Linked DNA regions of Mus musculus: region 1 is linked to region 2. A link is a contact called in public promoter capture Hi-C data. All regions are on one chromosome and are shown on one strand. The core of a region is the stretch at or near the end of the contact, and the rest is flanking DNA. Distances in the headings are between cores, read along the strand shown. Region 1 holds the start of Slc35f3 (solute carrier family 35, member F3). Region 2 holds the start of Map3k21 (mitogen-activated protein kinase kinase kinase 21).

Region 1 (6,595 bases), core at 2,602-5,101, 230 kb after region 2:
GAGGCAGGGTTTTGAAGCATCTGGTCACGTGACATCCAGCCTCCGGAAGCAGAGTGCAATGAACTGACGTTGTTTAGCTTCTGGTCTCCATCTCTGCAGCTCAGAGTCCCAGCTAGAGGATATCGTCACTCTCGGGCAGGTCTAATCCAGACAACCCCCCACCCCACACACACACACAGGCATGTCTAGGGTGACTGGATTTTGTGAAGTTGACAATGAACTCTCTAAACACGTTCCTGGTCACACTTTTCAACCGCTGCTCTTTCTTCTCTAATGACTGCCACACTGCCCCCCTCTGCCTCCTCCTCCATGGCTCGCCCCCACCCTCCACATTCTCTCTGTATGCCCTAAATTCCTAGTTTTCAACATTAGTTTGGTTCCTAACCTAAGAAGCATCTCTGACACCCTTTGATGCTGGGCTCCTTGCCTTCCCAGGCAAGGGTGATTGTGGAGGTGTGGTCTGTTGCTATGTACTGTAGCGCTAAACTCTGTATCCCAGGGTCTAGTGGCCTCAAGAAGAGCAAACTCTCACACATGCCAGCTTCTGTTGTGTAAACATTGCTCCTTAATTTAGAACTATTGGTTGAATAAAGGAACCTACCAGCCTGTAGCTGGGCAAAAAAGAGGTAGGCAAGGCTTTGGTTCCCAGGCATAGGGTCTGAGGAGAGACTACGGGAGAGAAAGAGGAAGAAGGAAGAAGTCACCATGGGGTAGGTGGATCATGAGCACACATCCATGAGGGCTGGCCTGTTGGAGTAGGAGTGGCCTGGAGAGACATGGCAAGTGATATCTCTGGGTTATTGATAGGGAAGTAAACAAAATAGCACAGAGAACTGATATCTGCCCAGCTCTAGTGCTTTAAGGCTTATGATAAAGATAAAGGCTTTGCGTCTTTTATTTGGAAACCAAAGGGTCTAAGGTGGGGTAGAAACCCCCAAGTATTATTTACTGTAACAGGTAGTGACTTGGAAACAACTGCTGGGCTTCTAGAGACTCTGTGCCAGGATCAAGGCAGTGCAAGGGTCATTGGTCAGTGACAAGCCTTCAGTGGTCATTGGTCAGTGACAAGCCTTCAGTGGTCATTGGTCAGTGACAAGCCTTCACTTACATGTTTATTGTTCAGCAGGCTTAGCAAGGAGAGAAAACATTTGCTTCATTAGTGTTTCTGGTCTCCTTCCCAGAGCCCATCACAGGCCCTGCCCTCAGTAAATGTTTACTTAGTTCAATTTTAAAATGGACATGTATCTAAATATTCTGAACATTTCAGGGGCACCTGGACATTTCCAGAAAAAAAATAGTCATTCTCATGCTGAAAAAGATCATATCCCAATAAAGTCATGTTTTAAAGCTTATGAGTTAAAGTTCTATTAACTGGTATGAAGAATAGCTATAGAGTATTAAAGTGATGGCTTCAATGGCCAGTGGTTTGCTGCTCTTATGGATGGCCTGGGTTATATACCCAGGGCCCACATGGCAACTGACAAGTGTCTGTCACTCCAACCACAAAGGATCTGAGGCCTTCTTCTGACATCCATGGGCCCTGCATGCATGTTGTGCATTTACACGCATGTAGGCAAACACACATATAAAATTACAATAAATAATCTTTGTTTTTAAAAGGCTGTAGAAATCTATAATATATGCAGATTATCTTCCCTGTTAGGCAATGGCATTGATTAGTCTGACTCACAAAACTGTGTTCACGCAGATGAGTGTAATCATTGAGATTTATTATGAATAGAAAATGTTAAACTCCTGACCTCCTTCAGGTAATGACTATAATTGTTTCTGACACCGGATGCTCCTGGAATGTCTGGCTGTCACTGTCTTGGTCCCAACCCTGAAGTCACTAAAAGATGAACAAAGTGCCAAGGAACCCAGATGGAGCTGCCACCTGGTCCTTTCCATCACTGACCCAGAAACCCAAGGCAGAGTCTTGAGACAAGAATATGTATACATTGAGGTTCAAAGATACCTTGGTTACTAACAATGCGTTCAATTTGAATTTCATTTCTTTCACTTGATTTTGTAATTAGCCACACTTTTAGGATCCTGTAAACAGTACTGTGTTTTTGTTTTTGTTTCAAATTCCAGTTGTCCATTGTAGACAGATAGGAAAGTGGTTAAGTTTTGTACATTATCCTTGAATCTTTCAGCCTTTTAAAACACCAGTTATTGTGTTACTTCATGTAACTATGGCAAAATACGAGACAAAAGCAACTCAAGGAAGAAGGATTTATTTTGGATCACAGTTTAAAAATACACTCAGTCCATTGTGGTAAAAAAAAAAAAAAAAAAAAAAAAAAAAAAAAAAAAAAAGACCTGGTGGAGGGAGCCTGAGGCAGCTGGTCACGAGGTAGCCACAGGGCATCGGGCACATAGTGTCAACAGACAGAAGCAGCTGGTCACATGGTATCCACAGACAAAAGCAGCTGGTCACGAGGTATCCACAGACAGGAAGCAGAGAAAGATGAACACAAATGCTCAGCTCATTTTCTCCTTTTTAATCAGGCCAGGACCCAGCCCATGGAATGATGCTGCCCATATCTGAAAACTCCCTCATAGACATGCCCAAAGGTTTGTTTCCATGGTAATTCTAACATCAAATCGACAGACAATCAAGATTGACATCACAGTTATTAATTCCGAAGTTTTTTTGTTTTTTGTTTTGGTCAGCTCTGAGACTTTCCAGATCTGCTTGGCTGTCATCTAGGAAGACAACTTCATTTTTTCTTTCACTTCTTCCTATGTAGCAGCCATCGTCTTCCCTTTCTTGTGTAATTTAATTGTCTAGGACTGCCGGTAAGATGTTGTAGAGGCACAGCAAAGGTAGGAAGCCCTAGGTTGTCTCCCAGCAGGAAAACTGGAGTTTCTTACCTGTTTGCAGCAGGTTTCAGCAAGTTCAGCAAGTTGAGGAAGTGAGTTCTATTCTATTCCCAGTTCTCGGAGGAACAATATATCTTTTCCTAAAGTAATACATAAAGTAGCGCAGGCGGTTTGATCTCTTGGGGGAAATGTATCTCACACTCAGAAAAATGTTGGAATAGAATCTAGCTATAATTCATAGTAACCTTTCGGGACGTGATAAGGCTATTTTTCTTCTCTTATATATCTGCGTATTTTCTGACTTTGCGCTCAGTGCAGAAGAGCAGTATGGAGGGTGATTTGGAGGTCTAGAATGGCTTAGGAACAAGACACAAAAACTGATCGGAAGCTAGGTAGGACGACAGTCTCTGTAGAGGGCACTGAAGCAGTTAGTGCCCTTTTCCTTGAGCTGTGTGAGCTGAGGACTGGGCTTGATCCAGCAAATCAATTGCCACCTATTCTAAATAAGCCACTTAGTGTGCACTGTGAAATGCCAGGTTAGTTTGCTGTTTGCTTTCGTAGTAGCAGCGCTCTTTGGGGTGGCGCGCGCGCGTTTGTGTTTGGGGTGGGTGTTGGGGGGAAAGACCGAGAGACTCACGTGTCGAAACCAGAACGCCAGGACCGTGACAGGTCCCGCGCCCTAAGGTTGCAGAGCTTGCGGAGCCTGGCACACTCCGGGCTGCGAGGATCTGAACGCGCGTCCCCGCCAGGTCCACGCGCGCCGAGGCCGCCACAGCCTCGCGTCCCGGTGGCTCCGGAGCGCACTACCGGGCGCGCTCTCCGGAGCCTGGGCGTCCGTGACCGCGAGTACTAGGGCGCCGGCGGTGGCAGGCAAGGGGCGCGGCGCTGTTCTGCCACCGGCTCCGGGCAGCGGGCGCGGGCGACCTACGGGCGTCCAGACCTTTGTGGCGGCTGCCGGGAGCTCCGGCCGCGGCTCCCCTCGGCTCCAGCCTGGGCGCCCCGGGCCACTCGCTGCCGCCGCCCATGGGGATCCGAGAGTTTCCCGGCGGCGCTTCCAGGACCAAGAGCATTGCTGTGTGAGTAGAGCTGCAGGCGCGGGAGGGCAGCAGGCAGGTAGCCCCCGGGCATCCGCGACCCTGCCTAACCCGCACTGCTGCTCTCCTGGTGGGAGGGAGGGACAGAGGGACGGTCGTGTGTGGCGGAGCTTGGGAAGTTTCAGCAGCATCTCCGGGCCACTCGCCCTAGCTCACGTTGCCAGAGGCGCCCAGAGTAGGGCGCGGGACCCGACGCCGAGGTTCCTGGGAGCAGGGCACATGGCAAGCAACGCGAGGGGAGTAGCCGTGGGTCCTCACCAGTCCTCACTGACATCTCCTCCTCTCTGCCCTTGACTCATCCCGCCTTCCCGCGGCCTCAGTGGCATGAGGAGGTCACCGGACGTCAGCCCGCGGAGACTGTCCGACATCAGTCCTCAGCTCCGGCAGCTCAAGTACTTGGTGGTGGATGAGGCGATCAAGGAGGATCTGAAATGGTCTCGCTCTGTGGAGGATCTCACCAGTGGACCGGTGGGACTCACATCCATCGAGGAGCGGATCCTGCGCATCACAGGCTACTATGGCTACCAGCCCTGGGCGACCAGCTACAAAAGTAAGACCCCCCCTCCCCCGTAATTCCCTTGCCCACTAGTGGTCTCCCTGCCAGAGACACAGCTACCAGGGAAGCGCACAGGGATGGTTCACTGAACCCTCTCTTCTACATGCAGATAGGCAACTTTGATGAAGAGGCCTGGAGGCGTTTCTCAAGTCCTGAAAGCAGAGGTGGAGGTGGGAGGGAGAGAGGGGGAGGGGGCTTTGTGTTACATTTTCTCTGACACCTCCCTGACCTGTGTCCACTTCTGAGTGATTCTGAGGGTAAGCCTGTTGTGTCTATCAGTGAGAGCTGCTTCAGAGAACTGGTCTGTGTGGGTTTCTCATTGGATCCTGGTGCAGTTAGCTCAGGAGAACTCAGCCCTTGGGCCTGGAATTTAATTAATCTCTCAGGAGAAGTGATAAAGATTCATTGGATCTAGCTCCGTCTCTTTGGTTTAGGATTGTATGGGTCCTAAGCGAGAGGATTTTGTTCAGATCTTTCTAGGTATTTGAGTTTCCGGAAGATGAGTTCTTGGGGCCAGGTTGGGGTACCTCAGACTTCACCCTGAGCCTCAGCTGATGACCTTGGCTGCAATGGTGAGGCATGAAGAAACTACCTGTGCAGGCAGGACTGACTTGCTGACATCTATTTTGTTTTCTTTGGAAGGTAGAGATTTGCCAATACAAACTCAAGATATTGTTTGAGATATTACCAGGGTCCCGAGTTATGCCTCTGTAGTTAGACACTGGGAAAAGATTGCAGCTCACTCCTTCGGTGGGTCTGAGAAGGAAGCATGACTCATTCATTTGTAAGAAAGTCTAGACCAACAGCTTGATAATTCTGAAAGATATTTTTTAACCTTTTGTTGCTTGGAATTACAACACAATGTATTGGTTTTCCCTTAAGGGGAAACACTAGACATTTGTTTTATAATTTGATGATATTTACCAGTAAGAGCTTGTCTTTACATGAATTATTCTTAACACCTTCAAGTCCAAGCAGTTGGCTTTGGTCTTGTGTTGCTATTTGTAATAAAGGGCATGGTATTTGAGTGTTTGATTTCAATGGCCCGATTTGAGATTAAAGGTCTGTGGTGATTGTATGTAACCTAGTACAAAGCTTTCTGATATGCCCATATCCCCCCTGAACACCCCGCATCTTTGATTCTGCCACACGGTTTGACTTTTCATTGCAAAAGGAAGCTGTCTGTCACTGAAAGCCACTGAGCAAAGGGTAGCAAGAATCGGAACCTTTCAGAACCTAGCTTTCCTGAGGGTGTGGAGGGGATCCCCCAGATTTCCTGCTTTGCAAACTTCAGTTAGAAAATAAATATTCTGTGATCTGTGTCTCAGTTCTCTGCATTTATAATGAAGACGACGCTGTAAATTACAGGCTTCGGGAAGTCATCTCTCGGCTCCGAAGTCAGGATAAGGTTTATTTTTATGATTCCCTTCGTGGCTGGCTCTGTGCTCTTGTGCTGAGGCTTGTGATTTGTGGGGGAGCTGGTGAGCAGCTTTTGGGCAAGGAGACTCTATTATAAAGACTCCAACATACTTTGTAGTAAGACCTAGGAAGGGCCACATGGAACACAAGTCACTTGTGACACCAGCAATATTATAAACACCATCTTTCAGAGGCTTCTCTGAAGGAATAACTAGGAGAAACCAAGGCTCCAGTGTTTGCTGCCCTGTGAACAAAATCCTCACTCCATTTATCCTCTCCTTGTGAGGATTCTTTCTTCTTCCAAGGTATTTCCTCGCTACTAAAATGCTTTAGGTGACAAGTGACATTCTGATGAATTAATTGGCTTTAAGTTTAAATTTAGAGGCTCTGATGTTTTATTCATGCAGCAGGAGAGGGGTTAGGCCAGAGCGCTGATGTTTGCCATTTCTACCCAGATCCAAAAATAATAACAGAGGTATATCCATCTGGGCCACCAGGCCATTGCTTAGTTTGTTGCCTAATTCATGAACTCAACCAACTAGACGAGACAGTGATTACAAGGTAAAGTGTGTGTGTGTGTGTGTGTGTGTGTGTGTGTGTGTGTGCATGCATGTGTGTGTATGTGCGTGTGTGTGTGTGTGTGTGTATATACCTGTGTGCACAGGCCAGAGGGCAACCTTGAGTGTCATTCTTCAAGTCA
Region 2 (7,247 bases), core at 3,002-5,501:
TGCATGCATGCATGCATGTACACATGCTCACACACACTCTTGACTCTTGACCCTCAGGTAGGATCCAAGTTGGTGTTTCTGAATTTCAAAGCTTTCTTCAACATTCCTTTTATCTTGAAATTAGCCACAGGATCCAGCAAAGGCAAACCCACAAAACTGTTATCTTCCTGCAATTCTGTTTTCTGAATAGAATTATGAGAGGGAGGAGGCTTGGAGATAAGTAAACATCAGGGAAAATATTTTTCTATCCCTAGGATTTTTTTTTCAGATCAAAATGTTAAATTACATTTGGTGTGTGTGTGTGTGTGTGTGTGTGTGTGTGTGTGTGTGGTGTGTGTGTGTCCATGTACATACACACATGCACCAAGTATACACGTGGAGGTCAGAGGACAACTTGAGGACTCGCTTTTCTCTTTTACTATGTGGCTCCTGTGGATTAAACTTGGGTTATTCGCTGAACCACCTCACTGGCCTTTCCCCTACCCCCAGATTTTAAACCCTCGCTCTTGCCCCAGGTCTTGAGAAAATACCTCTCTTACTCCTTGGCTCTCTCTGGCTTCTGGTCTCTCCCAGAACTCCGTAGAGACTCAGTCTTACAGTCATCTATACTCTCTAGCTTCCTCCTCAGCTCTTTCCAGGCAAGCATCTGTCCCTGACATTGAGTGGCATCAGAGCTGGCAATTCCATGTTGTCCTGTTTGTGATCTATTTCCATTCTTCATCCACCCCTACGCTCCAACAAGGGCCCACTCAAGTGACCTCTGTTCGGTTAGAAACTCTTGTTTTGAAGGTGGTCAGTCTCTTGGCATGTCAGTGCTGACTGTCCTGTGACTAGGAGCCCAGGGCAGGTCAATGTACATGTGACACCCCTTGTCATCGATACCCAGACTTCTGCTGCTTTATAATCTCCTATGACCTTCAGGACCTGTCTTTATCTTTAGAGTTATTTCCTCATGCCTCTAAGAGTTGATACTCTCAGATTCCAAAGTCAAGGGCAAGTCTAGGTTAGCTTCCACTCTCTCCATTTCCTCATTTCAGTTCTTGGTTTGTGATTTTGAGACAGTGCTTCCCTTTGTAGCCTAGGCTAGCCTAGAATTCATGATCCTCCTGCTCCTGCCTCCCAAGTGCTGAGATTACAGATGTGAGCCTCCATGGCAAGTTCATCTCTTGTTTATTTGTTTTCCCCAATAACATTATCCCCTGCCACATTACAGAAGCATATTTTAACTTTTAAAAATATTATTTTATGTGCACGCCTCTGTGCCCAAGTGTATGTGCACCAGGTGCATGCAATACCCACAGAAGCCATTAGAGGGCATCAGATTCCTTCGGACTGGGGTTGCAGGCAGTTGAGAGCTACCATGTGAGTGTGGGGGAAACCAACTCACATCCTCTGGAAGAGCAGCAACCAACTTAGCAGCCTGGACCATCTTCCAAAACCCACAGAAGTGAGGTTTTAGACATTAAGCTCTCTCCTTTGCTGATAGGATGCCCTCCTCTTCTTCTGTAGGCCCCTGGCTCCCTTTGACAGAGAAGCTCTTTGCTGAATTGACCCATGGAGTTCCTATCAGACAAGAAACAAAAGTGGAAGCTGGCTGCGGAGGAGGGTGAAGACACTTCTCAGCCTACACCCTCTGAGTTTTTTCTTGGAAACCTGTGCCCTCGGACTTTTAGCATGACCATTATTATTATTATTATTATTATTATTTTGGTATCATTTCACAAGCTTTTCCTTTCAAGCTGGTTCACATTAAACTTAATCATGTGAGTCTTGACTTCATTGCTTGCAGGGGGAAATCCATATTATATGTCAGAAGCAAAAGCCAATAATAGTGTAAATATTAGAAAAATGGAAAAGTTAGAACTGGAGAGATGGCTCGGTGGGTCCAGGCATTTGCTGCAAAAGCATGAAGATTTGGGTTTGGATCCAAATAAAAAAACCCAGATAAAAACCATGGTGTAGCCATCTCTGTATCATGGGAGGAGAGAGCATCTCTGTACCATGGGAGGAGAGAGCCTCCCAAGGGCTTGCTGACTGCCAACCTGGCTCCAGGTTCAGTGAGAGATTTTATCTCAAAAGTGTACAACTGAGAAAGGCAACACCAGATGTCCTTTTCCAGTCTCCACTCCTGGGCTCTCGCACGTGCATGCACGCACACACACGTGTACACACACACACACACACACACACACACACACACACACACACACGTGTACACACACACACACACTATTGTGTTTTATGAACCCAGGTATAATTCGTCAGGAGGGAGCAGGCAAGGGTATCTCCCTGAACAATCAAGCCATAGGACAGACCTAGTATGAAGAAGGTTTGTGGATAGGAAGGGAAGGAGACCTGAAAAAGGGGTAGAGGCAGAGCAAGGGGGACAGAGAAGGACAGAGAGAGGAAGAGGTCAGTGGGGAACATGCTGGAGAGAGAGGAAATAGGAGATGGTGAGAGAGGGAAGGAGGGAGGGAGGAAGGGAGGGAGGGAGAGAGAGAGAGAGAGAGAGAGAGCGGGAGCTGAGCAGTCCTTATAGGCCAGGATGGCTTACACCTTGTAGGCTACTATGTAGCTTTTGGGCAGAGCCTGGAAGACTCCGAAACAGACACAATAACAATTATAAGAATAGTTATAAGAATAGAAAAGCCAGAAAATATGTTAATGAAAGGGGTGCTGGCAGACATCTGCTTGCTCTATCAGGGAGTGCCAGGCTTGGCTGATGGCGCACACTCATAATCCCAGCCTTCAGGAGGCTGAGAGCTCACTGTTCTGAGTTCCCGGCAAACCTGTGTTCTAAAGTATGTACAAGGTCAGCATAGGCAGCCGGACAAAACTCTGCCTCAAAATAAAAAGTATTAATATTGGTGTGAATTATTATTCAACAAACACCCTCCAGGCTCTTCTCAGCTACCACGCGAGGTTACCGTTTTACAGATGAGCAAATTTAGACACTGCGAACAAACAAAACGGCAAAGAGCCGAAGCAAAACAAAACCTCCTTATGTGCTCTCGTGTTAGGAGCATCCTACACCGGCCAGGACGCTCAGGCTTAGCACACGTTGTGTTCTGGTGTCGTGAACCAATTTTGCAACTGTATTCTCTACTTTTTAAAGCTTCATCAGTTGTGTCACCCTGGCAACCTGTAGCTCATAGGTGCCTCCAAGGTAGTCTACATCGGAGTCTGAGGGTACACAGGGTTAGACGGGACCTGGGGATTCCTGACATCGGAGCACTGTAGGCACAGGAACGCGCCAGCTTTCGGGGTTATGAGACTGTGGTTCCCTATGTCTGTAACCTGGAGACTTTCCATGCCTGCAGTCCGGTGAGATCAAGCACACTAGACCTCTGTCTGGAACCGCGCTCCAGGATCCGAACGTCTATCTGTTGCTGGGATGGTCTGTCACTTTACATCTAGAGCTCCAGGGTCCTCTTCTCTCCATCTCCTCTCTCTTTTCACTGAGGAGTCCAACCATCTTCGAGCACCATGATCTCTCTCTTTAACTTTCTGGAAAACTTTAAGTGGCCCCAGGCTTACTCCGCCATCGAGGCCAAGAGGGCGCCTGAGGTGTAGTGGAGACGCCAGAGGGCGGGCTCAGAATAGGTCACGCGTGGAGGTGAAAAGGCTGACAGTCTGGGGGCGGGGTCAGAATGGACCTAGAAAGCGGAGGCGGTCCCCGAAGGGCGGTCGAGGGGACCCGGCTGTTTAGAGGATCGTCAGTAAGGGACCTTGAGTAATGGATTTGGAACGGGTGGGACAGATCCAGGAGATCAAAAGAAGGTGGTCCTTATGAACTCAGAGCAGAGAGTGGGCCTAAGAAGACTGCCCCAGCGCGAAGTAAATGGACCTAGAGGTGTGGATCCAGGAGCACCAATGAACTTAGAGAATGAACTTGGGAAAGGGCGGGCACCAGGGGTGGAACCAGGAAGACTTGGAGGGAGGACGAATCTCGGCAAAGCAAAATTACAGGGGCAGAAACGCCAACCTGGCGGAATGGGTTTGCTGGGGGCGTGTCGGGCACAGGAGACTCAGGTTCAGGTTAGACTCAGAGAGAGTTCTAGGGGTTAAAGAACCTGGAGGGCGGGACTGGCACTAGGGAGGGACTAATGGAGGGTGGAACCCAGGGGTAACGAACCCGGCGGGGCCAGAGCTAGTGCCAAGGGGAAAGGACCTGGAGGGTGGAGTGGCCAAGGAGGAGGGGCTGAGGGTGGGGGCGACTTCTGGGGAGCGCGCGTAAGTCTAAGCAGGTCCAGCACCGCCACCGGTTGTCCGCGCTAGCGGCTGCGGGGAAGAACTAGCCAAACTGGAGGCAGAGCAGAGGTCAGAGCCCCCGGGCAGTGGTCGTAACCTCTGTAGTCCTGCTCCAGCCCTGCACCCTTCCCTGTTAGCTCGGACCGATGATACGCGTCGCTGGAGACCCGGAAAGCTGAGGTTGTGGCTGTCGCACTTGGTCCACTAGCGACCTCTCAATCGCCCCTATGGCTCTACCTGTAGCCGAGGGCACGGCTGACACGCCGCTGTCCCCGGCCCGGGACGACTCGGGGAGTACCTCCTCCGGGATGTGGGCCGCGCTTTATGATTACGAAGCGCGCGGTGAGGACGAGCTGAGCCTGAGGCGCGGTCAGCTGGTCGAGGTACTGTCGCAGGACGCCGCGGTGTCAGGAGACGAGGGCTGGTGGGCCGGCCAAGTGCAGCGGCGCCTGGGCATCTTTCCGGCCAGCTACGTGGCGCCCTGTGGCCCGGTGCCGCCGCCGGCGCCGCCCCCGCCGAGACCCTGCTCGCCTGTGCACGTAGACTTCGAGCGCCTGGAGCTCAAGGAGCTGATCGGCGCCGGCGGCTTCGGTCAGGTGTACCGCGCCACCTGGCAGGGCCAGGAGGTGGCGGTGAAGGCGGCGCGCCGGGACCCGGAGCAGGACGCGGCGGCGGCGGCCGAGAGCGTACGGCGCGAGGCGCGGCTCTTCGCTATGCTGCGGCACCCCAACATCATCCAGCTGCGGGGTGTGTGCCTGCGGCAGCCGCACCTCTGCCTGGTGCTGGAGTTCGCGCGTGGCGGCGCGCTCAACCGCGCGCTGGCGGCGGCAGCATCGGATCCGCGAGCGCCCGGCCCCCGCCGCGCGCGCCGCATCCCCCCACAGGTTCTGGTCAACTGGGCGGTGCAGATCGCCCGCGGCATGCTGTACCTGCACGAGGAGGCGGTGGTGCCCATCCTGCACCGTGACCTCAAGTCCAGCAACAGTAAGTGAGGCTAGCCCCAAGGGAATTAGGTTCCAGGAGCCAAGAGAGGGGTCTGGCTCTGACACAGAGTGGGAAGACAGGCTCTGGTTAACTTGCTTTAGGGAAGTTCGTACTTACCCTGGCGTTATTACCTGTGAGCACCCCTTTAAAAGACAGGGTCAGGAGCTTGTAGATAAATTTTTTTTTACTCTCCGGACCTATCGGACACTACACATATAATCTGTGTAGGTCTCCCAATACGCTTGCACGGGACTTTACCAGCCCTGGCCTTAAACAGAGCATGTTTAGCCTGGTGGCCACATTACCTGCACTCCGTCAGTCATTTCCTTCCACTTTACAAGTGTCTTATTAAAGTTTCTAATTCTTTTCTCCTGGTACGCTCTGCAAAAGCTGGGCTTCACGCATTCCAAGCAGGCATTCTGCCGCTGAGCTCTACCCCACCACCCACCCCAAACCATGTTCACTGTGAACATGGCTTCTTGCCCTTGGTCTTTCCTTACGGGTCAGAAGTCTCTGTCTCTGAAACATGACTGTACTGTTAGGAGAAATCTTTTCTGCACATTGGAAAGCACCCATTTGGGCCGAGAACAAGTGCACGGATCCTGTACGGTACTGGAAATATCAGGTTGTGTCAGTCGCCTGATCTGGAAGTCAGAGTGGACTTTCCAGGCATTAGCAGGGAGCTCCCATGCAATCTAAACACAAACCATCAGCATGAACGTCTAAGAGAGCTGGAGTCCAGGATTGCTGTTTGCAGTTGCTCTCCACTACTGGAGAGCCTTCCCCTCCCCAGAGTGAAATGGAATCTCTTGCAAGTCTAAAGGATTCAGCCAAAGCTGGTGCTGACCAGGCACAGTTGCAAACCCCTCAGTCATCCTAAACTTGCTAGGACAGGAGCTAGCTGGAAGGACCTCAGTGTCTTCGGAGAGCAGAAAGACAGTAGCCAGCAGCCAGCAGCCAGGGCAGTAAGCGGTACTTTATATGCTGGCACATATTCCCTCTGGCTGTCAAAATCCTTCAGTACAGAAATGCACCTGAAAGATAAAAAGCATTCTCTCCATTATGCAAATTATGAATAACTGGGAGGTTGCAGCTGTGGGTGAGCACAGGATGGCTCTCCACCCCTCCCCCAGTCCACCTCATTTAGGCCTCAGCTGCTCCAGCCATGAGCCACAAGCCTAGGGAAGCTTGCCTTGACACCACGTGTCTCCAGCTGACTGCATGGGACTCCTGAAGTGGTTTGCCTTGAGGGTTCTGTCATACTTAATACACAGCATGTCTTTCTTTTGTGTGTATGTATTCACGTGTGTCCAGGTGCACATGTGTGAGGGTAGGTGGGTGTTCCTTTGTTCGAAGGCCTGAGGTAAACCCTGAGTGTACCTTCCTCCGGGCCTCTTTATTGAAACAGTTTCTCACATTCCTGGAATTCACCAGATTTGGCTAGGCAGGGAGGCCATTGAGTCCCATGGGCTCTCCCACCTGGGCCTCCCCACTACTGGGATCCTAAGAGTGTGCTGCCTGCCAAGCCAGACTTTTGATGTGAGTCCTAAAGATGGAACCCAGGTTCTGTCCTTGTGCTTGTAGAACAAGCTCTTTTCTGACCAAGCCATTCTTTTGCACCATGGCATGATCTTTAAGGAGCGTATTTATGTACATACTTCATATTTGCTAGTTCCCACTACTTGTCCTTATTTCCTAAAGTATGTTGTCACTGAGAGCACTATGTAGGTAGCCTGCTGCCACAGGACACGGTGAGCCTCCACTTGCCTTGCAAACCTGAGTGCTCGAGGCTTCTTCTGAAGGACAGGTAGACGGCCCCCAGACAGGACAGCACGTCACACCAGGCCCTCCTCTGCAGGAGCTTCAGGATAACACAGAACCTGGCATTCTTCAAATTAATCCTGCCAAAACTAATGCTTATGACACATCACTCCTTGCAACAAAGGTTCAAGGCCACTGATACTGCTTTGGCATTGCACCCAGTCTGGTGTGTGTGTGTGTGTGTGTGTGTG

What was found. Promoter capture Hi-C pulls out the DNA fragments that hold promoters and counts their contacts.
Region 1: a promoter capture Hi-C map of embryonic stem cells shows a contact between it and region 2, with 4 times the contacts expected there. The contact joins the promoter of Slc35f3 here to the promoter of Map3k21 in region 2. A contact is called at or near these places in 6 of 39 promoter capture datasets (embryonic stem cells, hippocampal neurons, maxillary cranial neural crest and 1 more), 1 of 115 datasets of contacts at active chromatin or transcription factors (embryonic stem cells) and 2 of 9 other capture datasets (liver and pancreatic islet).

Annotation. Positions count from the first base shown.
Region 1 is chr8:126,135,274-126,141,868 of GRCm38.p6, forward strand. Slc35f3 (solute carrier family 35, member F3) reads left to right here and starts at 3,852. Exons shown (of 8, transcript NM_001363500.1): 1 at 3,852-3,902; 2 at 4,241-4,470. The coding sequence starts at 4,245.
Region 2 is chr8:125,906,199-125,913,445 of GRCm38.p6, forward strand. Map3k21 (mitogen-activated protein kinase kinase kinase 21) reads left to right here and starts at 4,252. Exons shown (of 10, transcript NM_145608.2): 1 at 4,252-5,235. The coding sequence starts at 4,479. A730098A19Rik (RIKEN cDNA A730098A19 gene) reads left to right here. Exons shown (of 2, transcript NR_155422.1): 2 at 1,510-1,946.